Linked DNA regions of Mus musculus: all the other regions are linked to region 3. The links are chromatin contacts, called in public promoter capture Hi-C maps. All regions are on one chromosome and are shown on one strand. Each heading gives the region's core, a stretch centred on a gene start, on an enhancer-like site or on the middle of the called end of the contact. The rest is flanking DNA. Distances are from core to core; before and after follow the strand shown. Region 1 holds the start of Rab37 (RAB37, member RAS oncogene family). Region 2 holds the start of Atp5h (ATP synthase, H+ transporting, mitochondrial F0 complex, subunit D). Region 3 holds the start of Prpsap1 (phosphoribosyl pyrophosphate synthetase-associated protein 1).

The links. Promoter capture Hi-C pulls out the DNA fragments that hold promoters and counts their contacts.
Region 1: a promoter capture Hi-C map of pre-B cells shows a contact between it and region 3, with 4 times the contacts expected there. The contact joins the promoter of Rab37 here to the promoter of Prpsap1 in region 3. A contact is called at or near these places in 2 of 39 promoter capture datasets (liver and pre-B cells) and 1 of 484 Hi-C or Micro-C datasets (regulatory T cells).
Region 2: a promoter capture Hi-C map of liver shows a contact between it and region 3, with 3 times the contacts expected there. The contact joins the promoter of Atp5h here to the promoter of Prpsap1 in region 3. A contact is called at or near these places in 3 of 39 promoter capture datasets (the C10 cell line, liver and pre-B cells).

Annotation. Positions count from the first base shown.
Region 1 is chr11:115,152,816-115,156,710 of GRCm38.p6, reverse strand. Rab37 (RAB37, member RAS oncogene family) reads right to left here and starts at 2,533. Exons shown (of 9, transcript NM_021411.4): 1 at 2,420-2,533. The coding sequence starts at 2,512.
Region 2 is chr11:115,417,977-115,422,263 of GRCm38.p6, reverse strand. Atp5h (ATP synthase, H+ transporting, mitochondrial F0 complex, subunit D) reads left to right here and starts at 2,345. Exons shown (of 6, transcript NM_027862.1): 1 at 2,345-2,372; 2 at 3,748-3,878. The coding sequence starts at 3,757. Kctd2 (potassium channel tetramerisation domain containing 2) reads right to left here and starts at 2,138. Exons shown (of 6, transcript NM_183285.3): 1 at 1,758-2,138; 2 at 173-281. The coding sequence starts at 2,096.
Region 3 is chr11:116,488,491-116,492,600 of GRCm38.p6, reverse strand. Prpsap1 (phosphoribosyl pyrophosphate synthetase-associated protein 1) reads left to right here and starts at 2,255. Exons shown (of 10, transcript NM_026364.1): 1 at 2,255-2,553. The coding sequence starts at 2,384.

The DNA.
Region 1 (3,895 bases), core at 1,284-3,783, 1.3 Mb after region 3:
GAGCTTCTTGTACTAGTCAATGTCCTTGAAGCTGAGCTGAGACCTCCAAAGTACTTGGAGATCCCCAGAGAACTTCACATTCCGTTGGTCTATACCTTGGATATATATTTGCCCATTGCTGGCCAGTGCAGAGACTACTGATGCTGAGTGTATGCTCAGGTGGGTGGGTCTCCCACACAGGGAAAAGGACCTCTCCTCCCGTAGCCTACCAAGACTTGACAGGTGGGTGGGAACATGGTGGTTCGGGTCCTTCATCCCAGCATTTGAGAGGCAGAGGCAGGCAGATCTCTGAGTTCAAGGACTAGCTAAGGCTAAATAACCAGCCCCCCCCCCCCATCTTTAAAAGAAGAAAGAGAAGACTTGATGGGCAGGACACTCTCTTTAAATTACTATTGTTTGAGTTTCCTTTTGGGTCAGACAATTATTTGGAAGTGTCTAATGAGGGCTTACGCTCATAATAGGCTTGCAGGAATTAGGGAAGACTGGAATTTATTCTGAGATGGGGAGCCAGCTTGTCTGAAGTTTTTAGCAGAAACCTCCCAAGAGGGACAAATGGCTGTGAACTGGCATCTTTGGGTCACTGTGGAGAACATGCAGGTATGGTAGAGGGAGTTCTCTGCTCAGTCATCTTGGAGAACGGAGGTGTAGACTCAACACTGGAATGTTCCCAGCCGTCTGGTTAGACTGCTAATAAGGTTGGAATTGCTCAGGGCTCTCTGAACTTGATAGCGGAGCCACAAAGCTAAAAAGCTTTTCTTCCTTAGCTATGGGGTCTTGGGCCTGATTAGTTGATTGTGGGGCAGAGATGTCAGAGTGGGTCGGAAAGGAAGGGATGCAAGGCTGAGTTCCCGAATTATAAAAACCCTACTGTGTGCTTTGGGGAAATTTTCATCGGCTTGCCCACCATAGTAGGAGGAAAGTGGGGGTGGGGTGGGGGAGTGGGGCTCGTTCCTTTGCAGCCTTTCTGGAGCTTGTCAATGACTAACGACAAGATTGATGGGGACCACTTAAGAAGAGTGCCCAAGACCCCAGACCTAAGGTGCTCCAAGGATCTTTTCTCATCATGCTCTTTTCCCACAGCTACAGACTCAGGACTGGGCCAAGCCTGGCAGGCTGGGGGTCAGCTATTTTGCAGGTGCTCCCAGCAGGCACTCTGATGGCTCTGGGGCCCCAGCCATACAGGGGGAGGGAGGGAGGGAGGCAGGCGAATACCGGTATTTGTGTACTTTACAGATCACAGCTGCCTTGAGCAAATGATGCAGCCGGTCACCCAGCCCATCAAGTCCACCAAACACAAACAGCTGCTCAGCCTTGCCACCTCCTAGGTAAACAGCTCAGTTGTCCTGCAGGGCTAGGAGGTCAGGAGATCCCCATCAGCCTGGGGGTGGGGGCTGGCCATCAGCAACTCCCCTCCCCTGAGGACTTAGAGCCCCATTTCCTGCCACAAGCCCACACAGGACGCCTATCTCAACGTCTCTGGGTGGGTAGGCTGGCTGACTGGCTTCCCCTGAAACCCTAGGGGGTGGAGATGTGAAGCTCCTAGTGAGAGTGAGATCTGGTGTTTGAGAGGAACCAAGACCCTGAAAGAGGCAGGTACCCTTCAAGACCAGGCATCACTTCTACCTGGCATAGCTCTTACTTCTCTCTCCTAAACCCTGTAGAAAAATAGTGCAAGAGGCTGGCTGGCTCAGCATCTCTTTTTAGAGTTCCATGTACTTGCTTAAGCCAAGGACACCAATAAGAGAGGTGGTGACAGACATCCTTTTATTCAGGGCATTCCTGCAGAATGTATGCACCCCAGAGAGTTGCCTTTAAGGTCGTCGGGGGGCCGGGCGGGGGGAGGGGGAGAGTGGGCCATGGTCACTAATTGCCATGTTCTTTCTCAGCTTCTGAAAATTCCCAAGTGGACTTGTAGGCTGGCTACATGCAGCCTGGGGTGTTGGGAAGGAGCTGTGAGTCTATGTCTGGAGGCAGTGGGGAGGGGAAGGGTGGGATGTACCGCTGAGTGGGGACCCAAAGCACTGCACGCCTGTGACAGGTGTCACTTTTTGAGGCTTAGCTCAAAAAGGGCATTAACCTTGAGATGCCTCTGAAGGCGGGGATGCCCTGTCTGTGTCTTCAGAGAGTCCCTGTCTCCCAGTATTCCAAAGTGTGGCAGAAGGAACTGGGTTTTTGTTCCTAGGGTGGGGGAGTCTTAGTCTTTCAGATCTGCCTTACCCCATGCCCTCCGAGGTCAGCCTAGAACCCTAGAGACTGGGATGAGCCCAGGGGTTATGCCCCAGACCAGAGACCCAGCTGACACTTCCAGAAGAGGGGTGTAGACAGGGAAGGACAGGGTCCTAAGGCAAAGGACATCGGGAGGGATGTCCCTAAGTGCCGGCCTGGGGGGTCCCCAGCACTGAGCGCAGAGCCCACCCACCTTGCCGGTGAGATCGTAGTTCGGGCTGAAGGGCGGGGAGCGCTCAGGGGCCTCGCCATCCCCAGCGGTAGCAGCTCCTGGTGTGCCAGTCATGTCCCCGGACAGTCAGAGGTGAGCCCGGCTCGAAGCAAGCGAGGGAGAGCGAGGAACCGCCCTGCCCTAGGCTCCGCCCACTCCTCCCTCCCCATCCACCAACCGGCTCGGACCCTGATAGACTCCTCCCTCCGTCCCGCCATCCCCTCGACGACGCCAGCCAGGACGTCTGAGACTCGCAGAATGCACACCCTAGGGAGTGGCAGTCCCCCTGAGAGACATTAGCCTAGTTTAGTGCTCTTACAGCACGGAATGAGTCCTGCTACAGGACCAGCCCATTAAGGTCGCAGTGGTGAAGTTAGATTGCCATCGAGGCTGCGGACCCGGGAGACCCAGCTAGCTGCGGAAGGTGTGGGGCTTGGTTTCCTACTGCGGCAATGCAGTGGCCAGCAGGGCGCGCCCGAGCTCCAGCCAGTTGACAGTCCGGTACTTACCTGCAGGCAAGAAGCTGGGGACGTCCCTGAACAATGTTGGACAGGAAGTTGCATTCTGAGACTAGCACCCAAGCGGTTCTGATAGACCTCAGCTCATCTGAGCCTACTTTTTCACCGACACTCACCTTGGAGCGCACTGACCATCTGGGGAGCTCCTGGGTGGTGCTAACACTTGGAGCTCTTTGCCATGTTTCTCCCTCATTTGTTAGTCTAAGCCCCTGATGTCCTCCCACCACGGGAAGGTGAGCTCTTGAAGCCCATCTTTCCAAGGGGACAAGATAGGGCCAACATTATTCAGGGAAGGCCTAGGCCTAGCCACCGAGTGGGTGCCACAGGAATTCATGAAGTCGTGGGTCGTTTTGAGCTGTTTCTAGTACAGCCCAGGAACCCTGCAGCTCCGGATGACGGGGGATATGGAGAATCTGGGGTTGCACATACCAGGGTTCAGTAGCTTGTGGGCCAACTTTTCAACATCTCAACGCTGTATAGAAAGGAACAGGATGCGGGGACTGGATGCGGGGTGTAGGAAGGGGGTTGGGCCCCTCAACTTTTTAGGTGAGGGCAGTGAGGGCTGGCTTTGGGGTGACTATGACTTGGGAAATGGCTGTGTACATCAGCAGGAACTATTTCATGACAGCTGAGAGGAGATCCCGGAGCCTGGATGGAGGTGACTTTGTCGAGGTGGGAATTGGAGAGGGGTAGTGGCTTGCCCCTTGCTCACCGTCCACTGAAAACTAATGTTGTGGGGGTACATCGTGTCCCCCAAGAGATATGCTGAAGTCCTAGGCACTGGTACCCAAAATGTGTGTGGCCTTCCTTGGCAACAGGAACATTAGAGATGTAGGTTAGAACTGGGCCATACTGGAATAGGGGTTCCGTGATGGTTAATACTGATCATTAACTTGGCAGGCCCTAGAGTCATGCTGTGAGGGAATATCTTAATTAGGTT
Region 2 (4,287 bases), core at 1,096-3,595, 1.1 Mb after region 3:
CTCCGCACAGCCTCCTTCCAGGCGTTTGCACAAGCCCGGGAGCTGGAGGCTACCCGCTTACTTTCACTAACTCTCCCACCTGCGCAAGCTCAGGGGCGATCCCAAACCAAACCGGAAGTCCTCGAAGCAGCTCTAATCAACCACAAGTCTGAAACCAGACAGGTGGCCTTACCTTCTTCTGCCAACTCCTTGGTAATGATGAGTTTCCCATGGCGGAGGTAGTTTAGGATAGGACCAAAGTAGGTAGGGTCTCTGTCAATCAGATACGCTCCAGTCTCGTCCTGTCAACCGAGCACAGCCAAGCAACATTTTCTAAATAGCATTTCCCTAATCCGCCGGGGCACTCAGGCAACAGTCACTATGTCAGCTAAAAACCATTTATTTATTTATTTATTTATTTATTTATTTATTTACTGAGCCGGTTTTGCTACAGTTTGCTTATTTTAAACTATTGACCAGAGGCTGGCTTTAAGATCATTTCAGGTCAGATGTCTTAGACGCACAGTCACTCCCACTGCCCAGGCCTTTATTTACTGGGTAGACCCACATTCTGTTAACATTCTTCTGTAGGGTACCAGCTACAGGGAGGGGATGAAGGAAATCTCATAGCTGTGTTAAGCGTTCTGACTCCTTCACTGCCCCTGGACTACAGTCCTAATTCTGAGAAAACTTCCATTCTATTGGCAGTTCTCCTGAGCCCAAGGCCAACATCAGTGGGAGTCTGCACTGGCAGCTGCAATCTCACACACCCTATCTCTGTGCCCAGAGGAAGCTTGGTACTGCCAGGACTTGGCTCAGAGCAACTTTAATCCTACTCATCTTTACAGTAAAAGAAACAAGAAACTGGCTTGTGTTGGCCATAAGGAAGATTTAGGGTATATAAAAATAATTCCCTATAAACAGGAGTTCTGGAATCTCTTAAGGTTCCCATCAATTTGGTATCAGAGAACAGATGAAACTGATTAAGGGTTTATGCAAGTCTACTAACCATGGGAGTGCTTTATGGTATGGATGCGTTTGAGAGTCAAAGGTCAACCTGCAAAAGTTACAGTTCAAACTGGAAATGAATGACGTCTTGCCACTGCTCAACCCTGTGTTTGACGCTACACATTCTCTGGGTCCTAACCTATCAGCCCATCTTTCCAAGGAGTGCATTTACTTTCAAAAATGTACCGAAACGGTGACTGTTACGGCACAAAAGGTCTGGGACCAGGATTTTATCACCACCACAGGATGTATCACAAGCACTTCCTGCAGCCTTCAGTAGTGGACGCTATCATTAAACCCCGAGTTTAATACCACTTTACACAGGGATGGAACAGGACCTGAGTCCTCCGAAAGTGACCAAGATGTGGTCATTCACCCTGACCCAGTTCTGAATGCATTTGGCACCAGCAGCAGGGGGCCGCCCGGGAGCCAAAGAAAAACTCATGCAGATCTGAGAAGGGGTGGTCCCCAGGAGGGGCAGGGAATGTGACAGGAGCACGAAGGGGGCTCCCGTGGGTGCAGGTAGACAACTCCACGCAGGAGCAGCTGAGAAAAGAGCGGGGTGCGAAGGGAAACCGGAGTGTGCCTGAAGATGGGGCAGAACTGGGACGGGAGATCATTCTGAGGTGGCCAGTGCTAACTCGGGGGGAAGAGAGTGGACTCAAGTCCGGGTTTGCAGGACCCGCTGGAGGGAAACGCGTCCCAGAGATCGGAGCACCAGCCTGGAATGGGTCCCAACACCCGGGGGCGCGCCCGAGGGCGGGGCGCACCTTGTCGGAGTCCAGCTCCGGGTCCTCCTGGCAGCACAGGCGGCAGAGGAAGGACTTGGGCTCCCGGCCTAGGGTCTGTCTGGTGGTCACGAAGTAGGTACCGCCCACGTTGAGCCGGACCCAGCGGGCGGCCCCGCCGCCTCCCGTCCGCTCCGGAGGTCCGGGCCCGGGCTCCAGCGGCTGCGCGGCGGCGGCGGGCTGGCGGCCGTGTCCGCGGGGTGTCGGGCCCGCAGGGCGAGGGCTGGGGGGTCCGCGGCCCGAGCCGCCGCCGTCGCCCATCGCACTGCTGCCACCCCCTCCCAGCCCCGCCACTGCCGGGTCCAGCTGCAGCTCCGCCATCTTGGGCCGCCGCTGCCCGCGCGCCGCCGGGCCGGCCGACTCCTCGGCGGGGAGAGCCGGGCCGGCCCATCGGCGGGCGTGGGGCAGGGGGAAAAGGGACCCCGACGGCGCAGGCGCCGCGCCCGCCTTCCAGGACGGGACTCCATGCTCATTGGCTGAAGTGTGACATGAGACCCGCCTATTGCTCGTTCGGATTGGCCAAGGAGAGAACTTCCGGCAACTCTCTTCCGTTCCTTGCTTGCTGGAGAGAGAGCACTCCGCCGGGGGTCGGTGAAGGTGAGTGGGGTCTGAGGTGTTGGGTCGAATCTCCACGGACTCTTTTGTATTGTATTCCAGACCTCGCTTCCACACTTGTTCCAGCTCCACGGAGGACATCGGGCCTTCGAGCTGCCCCGCTAGCAGAGCGCCCGAGGTCACTGCTTTGCCCTGCTCGCTTTCCCGCGGGGCGAGCCTGGGGCCTGGCAGTGACTTAGCCAATCACCGTGAATTTAGATGTTGCCACAGACTTTTGTCTCACACTGTGTGGCGATCTCAGGAGTGGAGTTTAGGGGTCGGGAAAGCATCACAGAGTTAGGGTGGTAACTTTCAGAGAGGACAAGACACCTAGCAGACTTCAACTCTACGTCCTTCCCTTCGAATGGAGGATTCCTATTCCTCATGAGGTTTACCGATTGATCTAATTAACTATTGGTCATTCTCTATGCTTATGACCTGTGTATGAGAGCAGGCTGGCCAATTTGTCTGAGAAACAACCAGCGCTAGAGATGAATCAGATAACAAAAAGTCTGTAACTCCTGCTTTCTCCAGTGCACTTCGTTCTCTGGCATCCTTAGTTCACTTGACAACTGTCTTAGTCTCTGTCTCTGTCTCTTAGAGACGTAAGCTGTACTGAGGAAGGAAGGAAGGAAGGAAGGAAGGAAGGAAGGAAGGAAGGAAGGAGAGAGACCGGCATTTGACAACTTTGATCGATAGGAAGGTATCCCCCACTCAGAGCTTGTGTAGATGGTTTCCACTTTTCGGTTGGCTCTCTTCATAGTTATTTTCTGTATCTCGTCTTGTTTTGGTCTCAAGACCGCTTCAGTCACTTTCTTTTCACAGTATCATTTGTGTAAAAATGCCTCTGAAAGTGCACAGTATGTGTGCTGTGGACAGGATGACCTGGGCAGGACAGTTCGAGTGAATGGCCGGGGTTGTGGTGGAGAGTCAGTGGCCAAAACACAGTAGCTTAGTTAGCCTTTGGGCAGCTTATGACTTCCTTTAGAAGTGTCTGCAAAGAATAGAAATGAGTTGGGATAGAGGAAGGGCAGCCTGGTAGGAGAGAACATGTTTATATTCTGGGTTGTAGAGCTTTATTTTGATGTATTGAGACAAGCTCCCACATCTCTCATGTGACCTTGAACTTTGATTCTCTGCCTCTACCTCAGTGTTTCTGGTGCTGGAGAGGGAACCCAGGACTCTGTCCATGCCAGGCAAGCATTCTAGCAACTAGCTACATCCCTAGCCCTCTTTCCTGGTTTAAATCCGAATTCTTTCATCTGTTGCATATATATACCCATCAAATGCTTGAGCTGATCCGTCTCTTAACGACTTGTATTTCTCTGGAATGGTCTCCTTCAGGGGTTCTCTCCAAAGGCGCTGTTTTGTTTTCTAGTATCCCAAGATGGCTGGGCGTAAACTTGCTCTAAAAACCATTGATTGGGTATCTTTTGTGGAGGTCATGCCCCAAAACCAGAAGGCAATTGGAAATGCCCTGAAGTCCTGGAATGAGACCTTCCACGCCAGGTCAGTATGCTGTAAGAGGGAGCCCCCATCCTTGATGCTGAACCTGGAAGCAATGTTTTGACATTTATCACATCCACTTAGTATTTAGTAAGTATATGAGTTCGAATCTGCTGCTGTGTGTGCCATATCAAAAGGAAAACTTGTGGGGTTGGCTCTCTGCCTTCAACTATGTGATGAGTCTTGGGTATTGAATACAGGTCCTCAGGTTTAGCAACAAGCCCCTTTACCCACTTAGCCATCTTGCCAGCCCTAGCTAGGCATTTCTAATAGTTCGACAAGAGGAAAGAAACAATGTGTTCTGCAAATGAAAGCATTTTTGTGGTGGCCCTTCAGATAAAAGTGTGCTTGACACTCCAGTGTGTCAGGGATAGGAGGTTGCTGTGTAACTAGTGTCTTTTGCTCATTCCAG
Region 3 (4,110 bases), core at 1,006-3,505:
CCTCCCATCAATAAGTGCTGGAGGTCTGAGACAAGGGGAGATGACTGTGGACGGCTCTCACTAAGGAGCCCTTGGTAGCCCTAGTCAGACACTTGTGAACGGGCGAACAGATTGGAAGGAGCCCTTGTTGCTTTGATTTTTTTCAAAACCTACTTTTCATGATGGTTCTTAAATGCTTCAGCGTCCCCTCTAGCCCACCACCCACCTGAGGCAGTGGAAAAGGAAGGTTACTAGGATACGGGGGAAGTGGACCTGTTTAGAAATGGTTCTCTGCAGCGATTTCAATCTCCAGCTGACTTTCCAAAGAAAATTGAAGTTTCCACTTCAAGCTCTTACCATATACTTCTGATATTAAGATATTCCATTTTGGCTGTGACCGGAAGCAATGGACCCAGTCGATTTTGGATTAAAACTGGCAAAACCAGGAACTTAAATACATCATTTCCCCTTTCATATTTCCTCAGGTATGTGTCATAGTATAAGATCATATGTGTTGGGGGCCAGAAATCGCCTCACAAGCCACACAAACACCAATCTCAGTCAGACAGGGATAGTTTATTGAGCAGGTGCCCCAGGACTGGGTGACGAGGGTCATGGTCCAGATTCAGGTTGCCAAGGTCATGAATGTGTTTTGTAAGTCCCTTCCTTGCATAAGATATGTATCAGCAATTGGTGATTCCGTGCAAGACACTGAAGCTTCACCCTTTTATGGTGGTCCCTGGTGTCTGGCCCTTGAATAACACTGAGAGAATAGGAAGACTGAAGAGGGTACCTGCCATGTGCTACTTAAAGAGCAGGAAGGGAAAAGGCCTAGCGAAACAGGTTATGAGGTGAGGCCAGAGAGCTTATCGGCCCTTCCTGATTAGGTCTAGTGTAATCAACCTTGGGGCTCACAATCTGAGTCCAAGTCAGGTCTGGCCACCTTCTTCAATATGTTAATTAAAATTGCAACTTGGGCACGGGAGGGATGGCTCAGCAGTTAAGAGCACTGGCTGCTGTTCCTGAAGACCCAGCAGCCCACAACTGACTCCAAACTACAGTTCCAGAGAATCTGACACCCTCTTCTGGCCTTTGCAGGCACTGTGTATGCACGGTGCACAGACACAGAAAGACTCAATGTTCAGGCAGATTTCTGAGTTCGAGTCCAGCCTGGTCTACACAGCGAGTTCCAGGACAGCCAGGGCTACACAGAGAAACCCTGACTCGAAAAGCCAAATTAAATTAAATTAAATTAAATTAAATTAAAATTAAAATTAAAAGTCGAACTGAAAACAGAAAGCAGAAAAGGGAGATTTATTAAACCTAGCAACATCGGTAAGAGGAACAGAGGAATCCAGAGAAGTCCACAAGTCTGTCCTCCGTCCAGAAGTGAGATAAAAATGTAAGCAGAAGGCCGAGGATTTGCCACCTAAGCCGTCCCTTCCAGGGCAAGGTCCCGACCATCATTGAGACGCCCTTGCATGGGCTTCAACCTCAGCCTGTAAGGTGGTCTGAGAAGTCTCTGGAGCTCTGTGAAAGCTGTTTTTGGGAGTCACGTTTTTTTTTCTCCCAGCATGACATTCCTGAGGTGGGTGGGGGAAGATCTTTACTTCTTTGGGGGTCCGTTTTTCAAACAGTCTGATAGATCGAGAGGCTCAAATGTCTCTTTGGAACGACTTCATCTATTTACACAAAAGTAAATGAACACACGCGCCTTCTGTATTTGCACAAGGCGAACTCATGCGGGCAGAGCGGCTGGCTGGGGTTGAGGGGGACGGGTGGGAGAACTGAGAACAACAACGGGCAGGAGTGCAACCTTGCCTCACGTGCAGACACAGATATAACGTCTAGGGAAGGCCTCCACGTCCAGATTCTGGAGCAGTTAGTTTAAGTGCCCGCAAAAGGGAAAGGGCCGGCTGTCCCTTTTCAAATAAATCCCAGCCTGCGCAAGCGTGGAGGGGAGCGCCGGAGGCTCGTTCATCATAGAGGCGTGAGGCTAGATTGTCTCCGGTCCCTGGGCGGACATCTTAGTTCCTGGCAGTAAATTTGAAAACATTTATAAGTACCACTAAACATGGCTGCACCTCCCAGAATAGTGGACATTAAAATACCTGTCCCCGGAGACTCAAACTCAGGCGAACACGCGAGTCAGCGGCGCCTGTGTCAGAACAGGCTCTCCATGCCATGCCCACCTCCCTGCCCTTTTCCGAGATGGCGGCGGGGGCGGACGCTCTAGCTGCTCGACTCGGTGTCGCGGAGGGGCGCGGCCTGCCGCGGGGTCCGAAGGAGGCTGCGGCGCTCGGCTGCGCCTTCGGTGCGGCTTGGAGATCCGGACGCATCTGTGTCGCGCCTCGTCCCTCTGCGGCCCCGCGCGGACCGCTGTAGCCGCGCCTCGGGCCGGAGGATGCCCAGGAAGCTGCTGCTGCTGCCCCCGCTGTCCGCGTGCTCTGCTCTGCGTGTCCCGCGGGCTCGGCCCGCCGCCTCGCCGGCCATGAACGCAGCCCGCACCGGCTACCGAGTCTTCTCGGCCAACTCCACGGCCGCCTGCACGGAACTGGCCAAGCGCATCACTGAGTAAGCGAGGTGGTCCCCGGGGTGGCCCTAGCCCCTCTCCCCGTCACCTCCACCTTTGCACCCGGGAGCAGCAGGTTTGGGCCGACTCCCCAACCCCGTCCCAGGGCCGCGGCGCACTCTTAACCCTAGAGAGGTTTCCTGCGCTTGCCCTGAATCTGACCATCGCCATTTCCAGGCGTCCCTAAAGCGACAGGCGATGTGGGTCCATCCTAGACCGAAGGGTTAGGACAGTCAGGGAGAAGGGAACTCAGAAGTACTTCGGGCTGGGCGGGGGGAGAGCCGCGATTACAAGTGTGTAGGATCAGTTGTACAAAAAAGTGTTTGCTTAGGGGTGTGTGCGTGTGTTAACCACTGACCTCAGGGGACCGTGGGGGCCCTGAGATGTCTTTCCAGGCTTGTTTGTTGTTACCGATGCTGGATGGATGAAGGACGTGATTTTTTTTTTTTTTTTTAAACCTTACTTACAAACTGTGGGTGCTTCTATGGGGAAGGGATGGGAGCGTGAGCCTGAACTTTGCGGAAATCATGGAGAAGAATCCTGCAGAGCAGAGCCTCCCGGTGCCCTGCTGATAATAACCGGTCTACTTAAAGGCCCCTTTTCAATTTTGGAGAAAACTAGAGCCCTGGTATAAAGAGCCTTAAGGGCCCTTTGTGAAATAAGCTTTTTAGTAATATGTATCGTTTCTCTTCTCCTTTATGGGACAGAGCTTTATCGTAGCTCCTGCTGGCCTGGAACTTAGTGAATGGATGAGGCTTGCACTCTCAAGAGTTCAAGCCGGGAGATCTGCCTGCTTCTGCCGCGGGAACACCACACCCATCATGGGCTTTGGTTTCTGAGATAAGGTCTTATGACCCTGGTCACACTCTAAATGGTGTGATATTTCTGGCCTTGGCCTTTCCGATGCTGGCAGTTCAGGTGCGCACTTGGACTCCCTGGCGTAAATGACTTGACTTTGAACATTTAAAGTCATTTTCATATTTCAAAAGTTCTTAGCTCCACCTGTTTTATTATCAGTTGGACTTTGAAGTGGGTTTAGGAGATATGTACAGGGAGACAGTCAGTCTCTCCGGTTTCTGTTTCTTTTCATGATTTATTTATCGTGTATACAATGTTCTGTCTGCATGTGTGCCTGAAGGCCAGAAGGGGGCGCCAGATCTCATTACAGATGGTCGTGAGCCACCGTGTGGGTGCTGGGAATTGAACTCTGGACCCCTAGAAGAGTAGCCAGTGCTCTTAACTGCTGAGTCATCTCTCCAGCCCCTGATTATTTGTCTTGTCCAGGCCAAGGATCCCTTTAAACATGAAAGTTGAGCTTGTTTGTATTGGGTCACACTTATCACACGTGACCTTGCCTTGAGAAAGCTCCACTTTAAAAATTAGTGGTTTTGGGCTGGAGAGATGGCTCAGCAGTTAAGATTACTGACTGCTCTTCCAGAGGTCCTGAGTTCAATTCCCAGCAACCACATGGTGGCTCACAACCACCTGTAATGAGATCTGATGCCCTCTTCTGATGTGTCTGAAGACAAACAACTACTGTGTACTCACATATAAATAAA